Regions from separate parts of the Hordeum vulgare genome. Here region 1 is linked to region 2. The links are chromatin contacts, called in public Hi-C maps. All regions are on one chromosome and are shown on one strand. Each heading gives the region's core, a stretch centred on a gene start, on an enhancer-like site or on the middle of the called end of the contact. The rest is flanking DNA. Distances are from core to core; before and after follow the strand shown. Region 1 has its middle 110 kb from the start of LOC123401483. Region 2 holds the start of LOC123401483 (SUPPRESSOR OF GAMMA RESPONSE 1-like).

Region 1 (6,614 bases), core at 1,213-3,712, 100 kb after region 2:
CCCACCTTGCTGTTGTGGTTGGGGAGGCGCGGGAGGGAGCGGGTAGAACCCGGGTGGCGGCAAAGGCTGTAGATGAGGTGGCGCCGTGCCGAAGGAGTAGGGCCACAGTGGGTGGTGCTTGCGGTGAGAGCGGTGTGTTGCACCCGCCGCTTCACCTTCTTCATCCGACGCTCCTCGAGCTTCAGGTATGCGACGACGGTCTGAAAGGTGGGCTTCGGCAACAAGGTGAGGTTAGAAGCAGCGTTGCCGAAGTCCTCACCGAGGCCGGCGGTGAGGGTGCTCAGCATGAGCTCGTGGGAGACTTTGGCGCCGATGTCGCGAAGCTCGTCGGCGAGCATCTTGAGCCGCATGCAGTAGTCATCGATGGTGGAGTCGTCCTGATGGCACCTGAAGAACTGTTGCTGTACGAAAACAAGGCGCTGAAGTTTGCTGTTGGTGAAGAGCGCGTTGATCTTGGTCCACACAGTGTAAGCGTCGCCGCCCTCGGCGACAACCGTTTGGAAGATGTCCTTGGAGACGGTTTGGTAGAACCACCGGATGAGAGCGGCGTCGATGGCGGACCACTCCGGGTCACCCTTCATGTACTCATCGTTGATGGAGCCGTCAATATGTTCGGTGAGGTAGTACTCACGAAAGACAAGGTTGAAGTAGGTATTCCATGCATAGTATGAGGAGGTGGAGGAGTGGAGGCGGATGTGAACATGGCCTTCGATGTTGAGATCACGGATGGCTTCGACGAAGGGTGTAGGACCGGCGAACGGGTTAGTGTTGTTGGAGGAGGCGAAGCCCGAAGATTGCATGGTGGCGGCGACGGGAAGGAGAGGTGGACGGGTGGGGTGGCGGGTTGCAGCGGGAGATCGCGGCTGCGGCGACGGCTTAGGGTTAAAGGAGGCGGAAGCTGGAGGGGTCACGACACCGGGCGGCGGTGGCATTGGGTAAAGGAGACACGGCGGCGGCGTGGTGTGGTACCGATGAGGAGCAGCGGCGGCGGCGTGGTGTGGTGGCGATGAGGAGCGGCGGCGGTGGGTGCAGGGAGGAGCGATGTGGCGGCTTGGTGTGGTGGCGATGAGGAGTGGCGGCGGTGGGTGCACGGAGGAGCGCTATGGCGGCGTGGTGTGGCGGCGATTAGGAGCGGCGGCAACGGCAACTGCAGGGAGGAGCGCGGCGGCGACGTGGTGTGGTGTGGTGGCGATGAAGAGCGACGGCGGCGGGGGCGGCGACGGCGACGACTGGAGGGAGGAGCGCGACGGTGGCGACGACGACGTGGTGTGGTGTGGTGGCGATGAGGAGCGGCAGCGGTGGGTGCAGGGAGGAGCGCTGTGGCGGCTTGGTGTGGTGGCGATGAGGAGTTGCGACGGTGGGTGCAGGAAGGAGCGGTACAACGGCGTGGTGTGGCGGCGATGAGGAGCGGCGATGGCGGCAACTGCAGGGAGGAGCGTGGCAGCGACCTGGTGTGGTGTGGTGGCGATGAGGAGCGGCGGCGGCGGGGGCGGCGACGCCGACGATTGGAGGGAGGAGCGCGGCGGTGGCGACGACGGCGTGGTGTGGTGTGGTGGCGATGAGAACCGGCGGTGGCGGCGGAGGTGACGGCAGCTTAGGGTTAGGGTAGGATCGAGAGATATGATACCATGTAGAAAAAAAATTAACAATGCAACTCTTAGTATCATTGATTGGGTGCAAGGACACGTATATATGGAATACAATATGAACCTCAGCCTCAACTATACAAAGACTAAAAGGTGGGCCAGAATATACACATATACATGCAAAATACATATTCAACAAAATTTGATATAAATGATTGCCTGTAGAACTATAAATACTACTCCCTCCGTTCCTAAATATAAGTCTTTCTAAAGGTTTCACTTGTAAACTACATACGAATGTAGTATATAGACATACTTTAAAATATAGATTCATTCATTTTATTTCGTATCTAGACATTTAATAAAATTGTTTAAAAGATTTATATTTAGAAACGAAGAGAGTACAATATTAGTCTATTTATACGATAACTAATTTGGGACAAAGGAACAGTTTTCAAGCGAGACGAGGCGTGTGCGTGTAGTAGACAGGTAAACCTAACCGTTCAACCCCCACAAAAGGGCAAAGGAAAAGTGGGTGAACTTTTGAAGCCGGGACTGCCATTTGATTAAGCTTAAGTAGACAACCACCCACTCGGCTGGCCTCGCAGTGGTCAATGCAACAACACGCTAGTACACGCTCCCGTTTAATTAGGACCGCCCTAATAATTCTAATTAAACAGGTTAACGCACCCATAAATCACCTTCTGACGGCAGGAGTCGGCCAAACTGTATGTGCAACGCGGTGTCGTAACTTGTCCCGTCGCAGGAGGTCGACGCGTCGCGCGACGAACGAATGGACAAATTACAGCGCGGCGAGACCGACCCAGCTCGCGTTTGCTTAGCATGCAGCGCACCCGTCCTTGTCTAGCCTAGGAGCACGCGGCGGAGCAAGACCGGGCTTTGCATTGCGCTGCGCGCACGCAGCTTCGGGCGTCGCACTCTGCTGCCCGGAATGAGTCAACCGGTCGACACCGCGGCGCCATCTGCCAGCGCGCCATGTCAATGAAAGGAACCGCCTCAGTGAACCCAGACCAGCGCGCGCCCGAAAGAGACGACCGGTGGACAACAGTCAACATGCAACGAAGCAGGAAGGCCTTTGGGAAGGTTATCCCTATCCCTATCCGTTCGGGAAACGGTTGGCCGGTGCCCGATGGACGGCCATGCCGCGCTACCACTCGCCTCAACTCCTCTACAACTTCCCGCCAGGGACAGCTCAGTCCGCAGGCCATATCCCACATAAAAGAATCAGCCATTTCCTTCACCCAGGAAGGCAAATAAGAAATAACTACTACTCCTCCAGCGCAAAAATAATAATAATAACTACTACTCCTACGCACAAGTAGGATTAGTTTTTTTTAACCAAAACCGTAGAACAACATTCGAGAGCAGTGCTAGTAGTATACTGACTTAGAAATCAGGAAGAAAAATTGGATATGTAAAGTTTTGTGAAGCCGGAGAGCATCCGAACATGCCCTAAGAGCATCTACCGGCGGTCCAAATTTGCTTAAAACGTGGCCGTCAGTAATCTGTTTTAGAAAAACAAGGTTTCAAATGGATCTCAAATGTCTTAATTGACCAACATCATTTATATTCAATTTTAATATTGGATAGATATAGAGATGCTCGAACCGTGTGTGTTACGTCGGACCCGATTGTCATACCCCACGAGAGCATTTAGAGTCGCGATGGGCTAATTCGGCTCCTCAAACGCATCACGCGTGTTCGCGTACATTGACCAGACACGCCTCATATTTGCCTCTCCACATCTACTTATGGCATATCAAACACCCTGTATCCATACTACACATGCAATTTTGAGCTACTATACCTCATCAGACATTAGACAACAAAATTGAATGCAAAGAACACAAGATTGGTTGCGAACCGACATCAAACATCACCCGCAAGATCATCTCAAGTTCACCACACATAGTTCTTAAATTTGTACAACTAAAAACGACATAACCAATGCGCACGGGAGGCAATGAGATCGCCACTTCCTCGTTGGGCCTTTGCGCTTTCGATCGCTGTCGCAGATGTAGCCGTCCGCGATTGGGGGAGGATCTTGGTCTTCGGAGGAGGAGGTGCAGTTGGCGTTGTCTTCCTCGTCGGAGTCGGAGACGACAATGAGCCCCTTCATCTGGTGAACCGTCCTGTCCTGTTCCTGCTTCAACTTGGCGGCCCAAACCGCCTCCTTCGTCTCGCGCTTCAACTGCTCAGCAAGCCGGAGCGCCTTGGCGCTCTTTCATCGGAGGCAGCGAGCGTCCGTCTCCGTTGTCGTGAGGGACCAACATTACACCCATGTGAGGAAGTGTTCGTCCTCATCGGGCTCTGTCGGCAACCCGCTCTGACGGGACACGGATTGCTCCGCTGCATCCCTCTCCCTTGCCCACTGCCTCTTGCGGCGGGCGGCGCGCCCCTCGGATTCTGGAGTACGCATGCGCGCCGGTGGCGCGACAACTAGCACCCACCGGTGTCCACGTAGAGGAGCGGCCGACGGGGGAAGGAGATTTCATGGGGCCGGTGCAGATTCACCGTCGTGTCAGAGCTGTGCGCGGGCCAGGAGGGTCCAGCTCTGGAGTCCGCATTACGCCGATGCTCCAGACCTGGAGTTGTTGCGGGTGTCCACCTTCGACCGCTCCAAGGCAATGCCGAGGGCCAGCTCCTCGTCGTAATCGATATCGGAGCCATCGCAGCCGGAGTGGCAGACAGAGCTAGACATATGAGTGGGTGGGATCGAAATGGGAGAGGGAGATGAGAGGATGGAGCGAGAGAGTGTTGGAACGCGCGGTCCACTATGCTAGCGCCAAATAAAAATTTCTGTCGCGCACCTAAGAACATGCTCCTGGAAACAAATCACGGGTCGGGTTTACAACTAGACGCACAGTCACCGCAGCGAAAGTAGAGTTGGTGACGCGTATAGTCGATCAACCAATTCGTCTCCTTCTCCTGCACCCGATCTCCCACGAACATCTCCTCGCGTATCCCACGAACAGCTCCTCACGGATCCCTCGAACGGTTCCTCGCGGATCATTTTGAACGCTTCCTTGCGGATCACTCGAACGGTTCGTCCAAGCACTGCAGATGCGATGCCTCCAAAGTATCCACACGTACGGGAGCACCGTCGGGCGGCGGACTGCTATGTTCGAGCGCACGGCATGGCGGCGTGGGGAGTGGAGGTGGCTATCAAGGGAATGAAAAGGATCCACCCTAAAAAGTGTGCCCACTCCCCTTTATATAAACCTCCGAGGTGGGCTTAACACTTGAGGTCCACGACGAGTCTAGCCCCATTTTCCATTCAGATCCAATCCGAATGGGCCGCAATCCCTTAAGTGTGCGACCCTATAGGTTCACGTACACATGGACAAGACCAGAGTGGATAGTGAGTAGAGGCTCCTAGCAGAACGTGCCAACTCCTGTGTGCGCACAAAGTCGTTAGACGAACCTCAACAATGTGTCATATACAACATTCATTTTGCCTCATGATATTGGTTGTCAAGCTCAAGGCGAGTACTAGTCACCCTTGTGGTAGCTCGACATCTCTTCTTGAAACCGTGTTGCAGATTCCCGAACTAGGTTAACACTTAACCCATGTCGCATGGCCATGCTTTCTGAATCCAATCACTCGAGAGGGCCCAAAGTATATCTCTCCTTACGGAGGGGCAAATCCCATTCTCGTCAATCATGTCTCGCGACATGTCTCACGACTCACCCGAAAGCTACCTTTATAACTACCCAGTTATGGAGTAGCGTTTGATAGACCCTAAGTGAGTCGATACTCATCCCGAGAACATGAGAGGACGTCAGGTCTAGGACATGTCATATACATTGTACTTGAGACTAAGAGATGACAATAGCTCATTGTGTCTCAAAGTGGGTCACTCCGACTTGGTGATCTCAATCCCCGAGTCCATACTATGAGTTTAGCATCACTATGCACATGACTTGTGAAACATAGTGATCAATTGAATCGTATACTAGTAAAGGATATGTGCCCACATAACCTTAACAACTATGGACGATTAGAACAATCATCATACAATATATAGTCTCACAAATAAGTCACATACTTTTTTATACATATCACTGATGTCGTTCAAGGACAATACAAAATACTCATGAATACATAGGAAATGAAATCATCACATGATTGCCCTAAGGGCATATCTCCAACAGTCTCCCACTTGCACTGGAATCAATCATCTAGGCATCGTATGCCCATAGACCTCATGTGGATTTCATACTTTGACTGCAGGAGAGGCTTCGTTAATGGATCAACAACATTTGCATCTGTGTGTATCTTGCATATGTTTACATCGGCTCTCTCGACAATGTCGCGAATAATATTAAACGCCTGAGAATGTGTTGGATTTTATGATGGTTCCGTGGTTCCTTGACTTGTGCGATAGCACCACAATTACCACAATAGAGGTCCAACAGATTGGACGAGCCCTGAACCACTCCAAGTTCAGAAATAAAATTCTTCACACAAACACTTTCTTTTGCAGCTTCAGAAGCCGCAATGTACTTAGCCTCCATTGTAGAACCAACTCTCATATCTTACTTGGTACTCCTCTAGTCCAATACTCCTCCATTCAGAATGAACACGAACCCACATTGTGATCGACTATCAACCTTATTGGTTTGGAAACTAGAATCAGTGTAACTCTTTACAACGAGCTATCCTCACCTCCATAAACCAGGAACATATCCTTTGTCCTTCTCAATTATTTGAGGATATTCTTTACCGCTGTCGTGTGACTCTCACCTGGATCAACCTGGTATCTGCCTACTTCGCTTAGCACAAAGCTAACATTGGGACGAGTACATACCATAGCATACATGATGTACCCAACAGTTGAAGCATACAGAATCCCATCCATGCGTCTTCGCTCATCAGGAGTCGAGGGACTCTGAGTCTTGCTAAGACTAATGCCATGTGACATGGGCAAGAACCCTTTCTTGGTGTCTTGCATGTTGAACCACTTTAACATCTTGTCTATACACATACTTTGGCTTAATCCAATA
Region 2 (6,298 bases), core at 3,672-6,171:
GAGCCTTGTCTCGGCTTGCTCCATGCCCATGGGTCTAAACTACGGATCACGATTCGTCCTCTGTCCTTGTGTCTGTTGCTTCCTCAACACCTATGATTGCTTACTGCACTTGGGGTTGTAAGAAGTTTCAGAGACAGAGAACAAAATGCACGGAGCCAGCTAACCATAATCATACGGGCATACGATTGGCAATCTCAGTGTTTCACGGATTAAGATGACAGAAATCTCAAACAAAAGCCTCACGCATTTTCTTGATTTGCTCTAGTTAGTGGTGCCAGCTTTGAACAGCTTCCTGGAGCTCGTACGGTTCTGAGCTGGTTCCCTCAAGAATCACACGCCGCCTCAGTGGCATAATAGTCCAAACTCCAAACCGGCGTTCCCAGGAGGCATCAAGGGAGCAAGCTCCAAACCGGCGTTCCCAGGAGGCATCAGGGAGCTAGGCCACCCAGGAGCATGCCAACTCGACATTGAACAAGGACTTACCCCAGTACTTGGTTCAAGCATTTGAGCTAATTACTTGGAAAGCACGCAAAAAATATAACCCATCCAACTAGGTCCTAACCCATTTAAATAATCGGTTTAACATTATAACTAGGCATGCAACATTCAGCAAAAGTGCAACTCACATTAATCACATCACATATGGTTTAGCCAATGTACCGTCTTCTTTGGCAAAACATAACAATCTCTTTGGGCTGACAACAAAATTTGTGAGCTGAAACAGGCCGCCTGACTATGAAACTGGAGTAGTACTACAATTAGAATTGCAGATAGCTAAACAAGTACTCAAGGTTTCCACCGCACAAAAGAAAAACACTCATTAAATGTCTTTTTCAGTTCTGTGGAGACAAAAAAAGTATTCGACCCTTAAATGGCCCATTGCAGCCCTGACGCTTGCACAACTTCTATCTTGCCAAGTCAACCCCCCAAAAGTTGCCACCATATCATCATACTGCTGTAGATGGTAAAGAGATCGTCTTCAACCCTGCACATCTTCCTGTGAGAAAAACGACAACAAGTCTTGTGATGAAAACATCAAGTCCTGCTGCAAGACGAGAGAAAGATATCATCAGATTTGTCATAATATATGGGCAACACAAATTACAATACTACTACAGAATATACTAGCAGCAACCTCTGGCGGTGGTCCGAGATTAAGGAGATCAGGTAATCCATCATAATAGCCTTGGGAATAGATTGGCCTATCTGGACCAAAGGAATTAATATCCTCATGACAACGCAGGGGTTCTTCCAAGCTAGTCCCAGCCTGAGACGCTAAGAACCAATCGGAGGGATCGGCATCTGCCAGGCTAATAGCAGGCCTGTCTGTTTCTTCTTCCTACAAAGAAGCACAAAGTTATTACTCTAAAATGATAAACAGATCACTCAAACAAAAAAATTAGCAACACGCCACAGAATGACAAATAGATGCTGTATAAATTTGGTATTTGCATCTACTAGCTTCCAAATCGGCTAGATGCAGATCAACTTCTTTTTCAAGAAAACGCAAAGGACCTTTGCGTTTCATTTCATTGAGAAGATGGGCGAGAGAACAATCCACCTAGGAGGTGAGTTTTACAATGCCATGAGCCCGACCAGTGGAGATCAACTTCGAAATCCTCATTTGCTTAAAGCTGTGCGCTGTTGCAATTTCCTTTTTTGTAAATATACAATAACATTGTCAAGTATTATTAGTCTTATGTCTACTGTTTCTTACTGAGAACTGGTTTAATCAAAGGTTAGATCTAACTCAGCAGATTTCCCATGTCAGTGATTTACCTGGTACTGCAAGTTGGAATAGTTTTGCTTCTGCTCAGTTTCACATTTTTTCAATAAAGTCTGCTCAGTTTCACATGGACTATTATTTGGGCGACATAGCTGTGGGGTCTTTGCCATTGGAGTTTTTGGATAATCCCTTGCAGTAAATGCATCAGATGCTTCGTTAGCCATTTCTGGTTCATACTTGTCCACTTGATTTGCCTTCAATTGATAAAAGATTTTGCACACGACAAACTCTCCAACTTTTTCCTTTTCCTCTAGCCCAAGATGGTACTGATGCATCACCCAGTCAGCTTTATCAGGTTTGCCACCTGTTTGTGAACTTTTGTACAGAACCAATATTTTCTTCCACCCTTTCATAACACCATTGTCATATATGGCTTTTGATTTACCCGTCTTGTGCCATCTCACATGCTCATCAGAAGTGCTATAGTCGCTGTTGCTGATCCTTCGACGCTTGCGCTGGCCACAACCATACGCATTTGAAATTATGTGGAAGAAATGAGCGCTTCTTCCATCTTTCGTTGTGCCTATAAGAACGAAATGTGCCCAGTCAGTACATGAATAAGCCAATAAATACTCCTATAGCATCTCAATAAGGGAATCCCCTACCAGGAAGATTTTCAGGATGTGAATAGCAGATCCCTTCATCATTCTCCACAGTTGGAATAAATTCATCAAGGAACATATGGGGCTCTGAACCTCCAACGCCAATTTTCTGTTCTAAATGCTCGAGCAATTCCAAATCAGATGGATCAAACTTCACACCGGCTGGCAGCCCAGGCCACTGTACAGCAACCTACAAATGATGAAATGCAGTTAAGTATTTTATAGAATGTGTAACATAGTACCATCGAATGTAAGATCAAATGGGTTGCATTTTGCAAGCATCTGTAGTTCTGAAGCTTATGTGAGTTAATACAGCTCAAAGCCTTATTGATATTCACTGGAATCAAGGAAAGCATAGAGTATCCACCGCAACATGTTTCCTTATTTGCTACCATCGTCAATACATCTAACTTAGGCGGCTACCAACAAAGAATAAATGATCTATGAACTATTCATGGCAGAAGCAGGTTTTCAGTAAGGGTGCACCAAAAAGTAAAGAAGAGAAGTTTTCCTTGCAAGATACAAGCCACCAAAAGATTTTCAAGTACTTACATCACTGTTATCAATGATATGTTTGCAGTTGGGGCACTCCCTGCATGCTTCTGCACCCAGTTCACTTATCTGGCGATTCGAGCAGCTGTCATTCCTAATTTTCTTGGCAACACCCCTGCAAGTTATAAGCCATGACCTGCAGCAAAGTAATTACATAGCATTACATCAAAGTTGACCAGGATAATAACAATTAAGATGACATGTACATAAACAAGTAAGTGCTACCTTGTCAAATACTCCCTCCGTAAACAAATATAAGAGTGTTTAGATCACTAAAATAGTGATCTAAATGCTCTTATATTAGTTTACAGAGGGAGTACATAGGAATAATATTAAGACCAGGATGATGTTAATTAAATGACCAGTACCCAAGAAAGTAGTGCTACATAATTAAAAAAAGACACAGTAACTGCAGAATTTGAAGATATAATATGCCAAGAAGAAACAACATGGAATTAGTGTCAGTCGTAAGCTATGTATAAAAACTTAAAAGGACTAGGGTATCTCGATAATTTGATTGACGACTGTCTACGCTATTCTTAGAAAGCAAGACATGGACAGGACACTATTGACTGAAAAATGCTACATAACAGAGTGATGAGACAAACATGCTTATGTGCTGCAACGGAGTAAACCTGATCATGCGTTGGATATCTATATTGACCAATTAAGCTAGGACATAAGTAAGCTTAGACATATTAAGAAAGAAAGCACTTTCAATGTCATAACATTGCTCTATCAATGACTCAGTGTACCTGGGCAGGCTTTGCAAATGCACTAATCTGAACAGGATAATGTTATTTATAAAGGTCGATACATAAGACAGTGGTGCTACATGGTAACAATGAGACAGTAGCTGCAGAACTTGAAGAGATAATACATCAATCAGGAACAATATGGAACTATCGACAATCAGTAATACACATTGGATATTTCAATTGACGTCCTGTTTATGCTGTTCATAGAAGGCAAAACATTGACAGGACAGTGTTGACTGAACAATGCTACATAACAGAGCGATGAGACAAACAAGCTATGTGGTGCAACGGAGTACCTAATCATGTGTTGGGTATCTGTATCGACCAATTAAGCTATCTATAACATAACTAAGCTTAGCCATATTAAGAAAGCAAGCATTTTCAATGTGATCACATTGCTCTATCAATGACACAATGTACCAGGGCAGGCTTTGAAAATGTACTAGAAGAAACCACTACAGGAACTGCTTGCACTATTGTCGACAGACCCTGGAACCCTATAGTGCTGGCACACAGCAGGCGGATTGGACCCTACGGTCAAAATCTATGAATGGTTGCATAGGCATTCTCGATATGGGACGGAGAGAGTAGCTGCGTCGCTAGAGGAAAGTTGGTTGCCGGAGCAATCGACGGACAGTTTAGTTCCTCCGTGCTATGGTAAAGGGGGCAACAACTGAGGCAAGAAAACATACTAGTCCTGAAAGTCTGAAACTAGAGTGCTGAAATGTGGGTATCCGGAACAATCGAACAAGCCCTAAGCAACAGTGACAGAGTAAAAATGACTGAAGAAAGGGGGTAGGGGGAGGGAGGGGGCGACCTTGCCATCGCGGCGGCGCGTACGGATGACCGATCGGAGCAGCGCGCACGTGACGATCGGCCAGCCCGACGAACCAGGACACGGGAAACCCTAATCGGCCGGCGGCGCGGCGGGCGCGTGCCTGCTCCCCCGCGCTCGCTCTGCTCGGTCCAGCCGTGCCAAGTGGCCTCTGCTCCCCCGCCTCCTTCCTCGCTGGTAATGGCGGCAGGGCAGGGCAGGGCGCCGTCGGAGGAAGGGTCGCGGTAGGAGAGGAGAGGAGAGGAGAGGAGCGGCGAGCGAGGTCGGAAGGAACGGGGACCTGTGTCCGACGCCTCCGCTCCGCGGTTTCCTCTCGCTTTTTCGCCTCGGGAAACCCCAAAAACCCCTGCCCCCGCTGCGCTGCGTTGCCACGGGCAGTGGCCGTTGTGGTTTCCTTCCTTGGCAAGCCGAACGCGGTCCCCACAACACATTAATGCTCGCCTGCTGGACTGGACCGCCCGTCTGGGCACCAACGTAGCCCAGCCCACACCAGTTTTCTGTTTGACCGCAGCCCACACCAGTTAAGCTAATTACGAGAACAACTAGTTTACGAGGGAAAGCAACTAAGGGAGCGCTCTTTTCGGAGCCTCCCCGCGATAGCTTCCGCGCGCCGCCACGTTTTGCGTTCTGAGAGTTTTTATTGGATTTTATTTTTTTCGCACGCGTTTTGGCTATTTTTATTTTTTTATTTATTTTTTGGTGTTACGTTTTTTTACTGGGCTATCGTAACTTTTTGACGGAAATTTTTTTAAATTTTTTTTAAAAAATGCAATTTTTACGTGAAAAAACAAGTTTTCTGTTTTTTAGAGGAACGGTTTTGTTTTCACGAGAGGCACAGTTTTGCCTTCACGAGAGGCACGGCCGTGCCTCTCGAAAAGAAAAAAGAAGTTGTTTTCTATTTTTTTTGCGAGAGACACGGTTTTGCTTTTGTTAAAGGCACGGTTTTACCTTTGCGAGAGACACGACCGTGCCTCTTTTTTTCGCGAGAGGCACGGTTTTATTTTCGTAAAAGACACGGTTTTGCCTTCGCGAGAGGTACGCCCGTGCCTCTTCTTAAAGGAAAAAAACATTTTTCTGTTTTTTTTGCGAGAGGTACGGTTTTGCTTCCGCGAAAGGCACGGTTTTGCCTTTGCGAGAGGGTATCTCTCCTAAAAAGGGGAAAACGCGTTTTCTGCTCTCTTTTTTTTCACGAGAGGCACGGTTTTGCCTTCGCAAGAGGCACGACCCATACCTCCCGGAAAGGGAAAAAACGCGTTTTCAGTTTTTATTTTCTATCGCGTGAGGCACGATTTTTCATCCGGGTTTTTTTCGTGAAAAAAAAAGTTCGTTAAAATCTATCAACACGGGATCTAGTTTTGAAGATCTCGATGCGAGAAAGTCAATGGTGAAAACAGTTCAAGATTTGGACGCATGGTTTAGGAGATAAAAACGTTTTGAAAATACGGATCTACGAAAAAAGAGAAAACTCCTATGTGTAGTCGCTAATTAGTGATTTACGAAAAAAGTAAATGGCACGCATGCAGTACGCCATTTGTCGCAACCTGTGAAGATGAGAATAATCGTTGGAAGGTGTAGTCGCTAATTAGTGATTTCGTTGACGAGGGCATTTCCTATTTGCCGCCATAGGGATCAGTTAACGTGCATTTTATTAACTCACGGCGTGTGGAGTTCGAACTGGAACAACCCATCTAAACTCTTGTAACACTTTTTTTGCAAAATTCTATGAACTTATTTGATTATTGATGAACTTTTTAAATCTCAATGA

What was found. A called contact is a pair of places that touch in the nucleus more often than the background predicts.
Region 1: a Hi-C map of seedling shows a contact between it and region 2, with 2.0 times the contacts expected there. The contact joins the enhancer-like site here to the promoter of LOC123401483 in region 2. A contact is called at or near these places in 2 of 6 Hi-C or Micro-C datasets (leaf and seedling).

The regions. Positions count from the first base shown.
Region 1 is chr6H:329,608,074-329,614,687 of MorexV3_pseudomolecules_assembly, forward strand. No RefSeq gene overlaps it. Among protein-coding and RNA genes, the nearest start is that of LOC123401483, 110 kb to the left of the region's middle. Within about 2 kb of position 2,463, at least 3 of the 3 cell types and tissues checked have open chromatin away from gene starts, as enhancers often do. A contact at or near this core is called in leaf and seedling, where this site is marked.
Region 2 is chr6H:329,501,425-329,507,722 of MorexV3_pseudomolecules_assembly, forward strand. It overlaps LOC123401483 (SUPPRESSOR OF GAMMA RESPONSE 1-like), which reads right to left and starts at 4,922. Exons shown (of 6, transcript XM_045095307.1): 1 at 4,516-4,922; 2 at 2,941-3,076; 3 at 2,392-2,578; 4 at 1,780-2,309; 5 at 1,136-1,339; 6 at 606-1,042. The coding sequence starts at 4,523. The coding sequence ends at 980.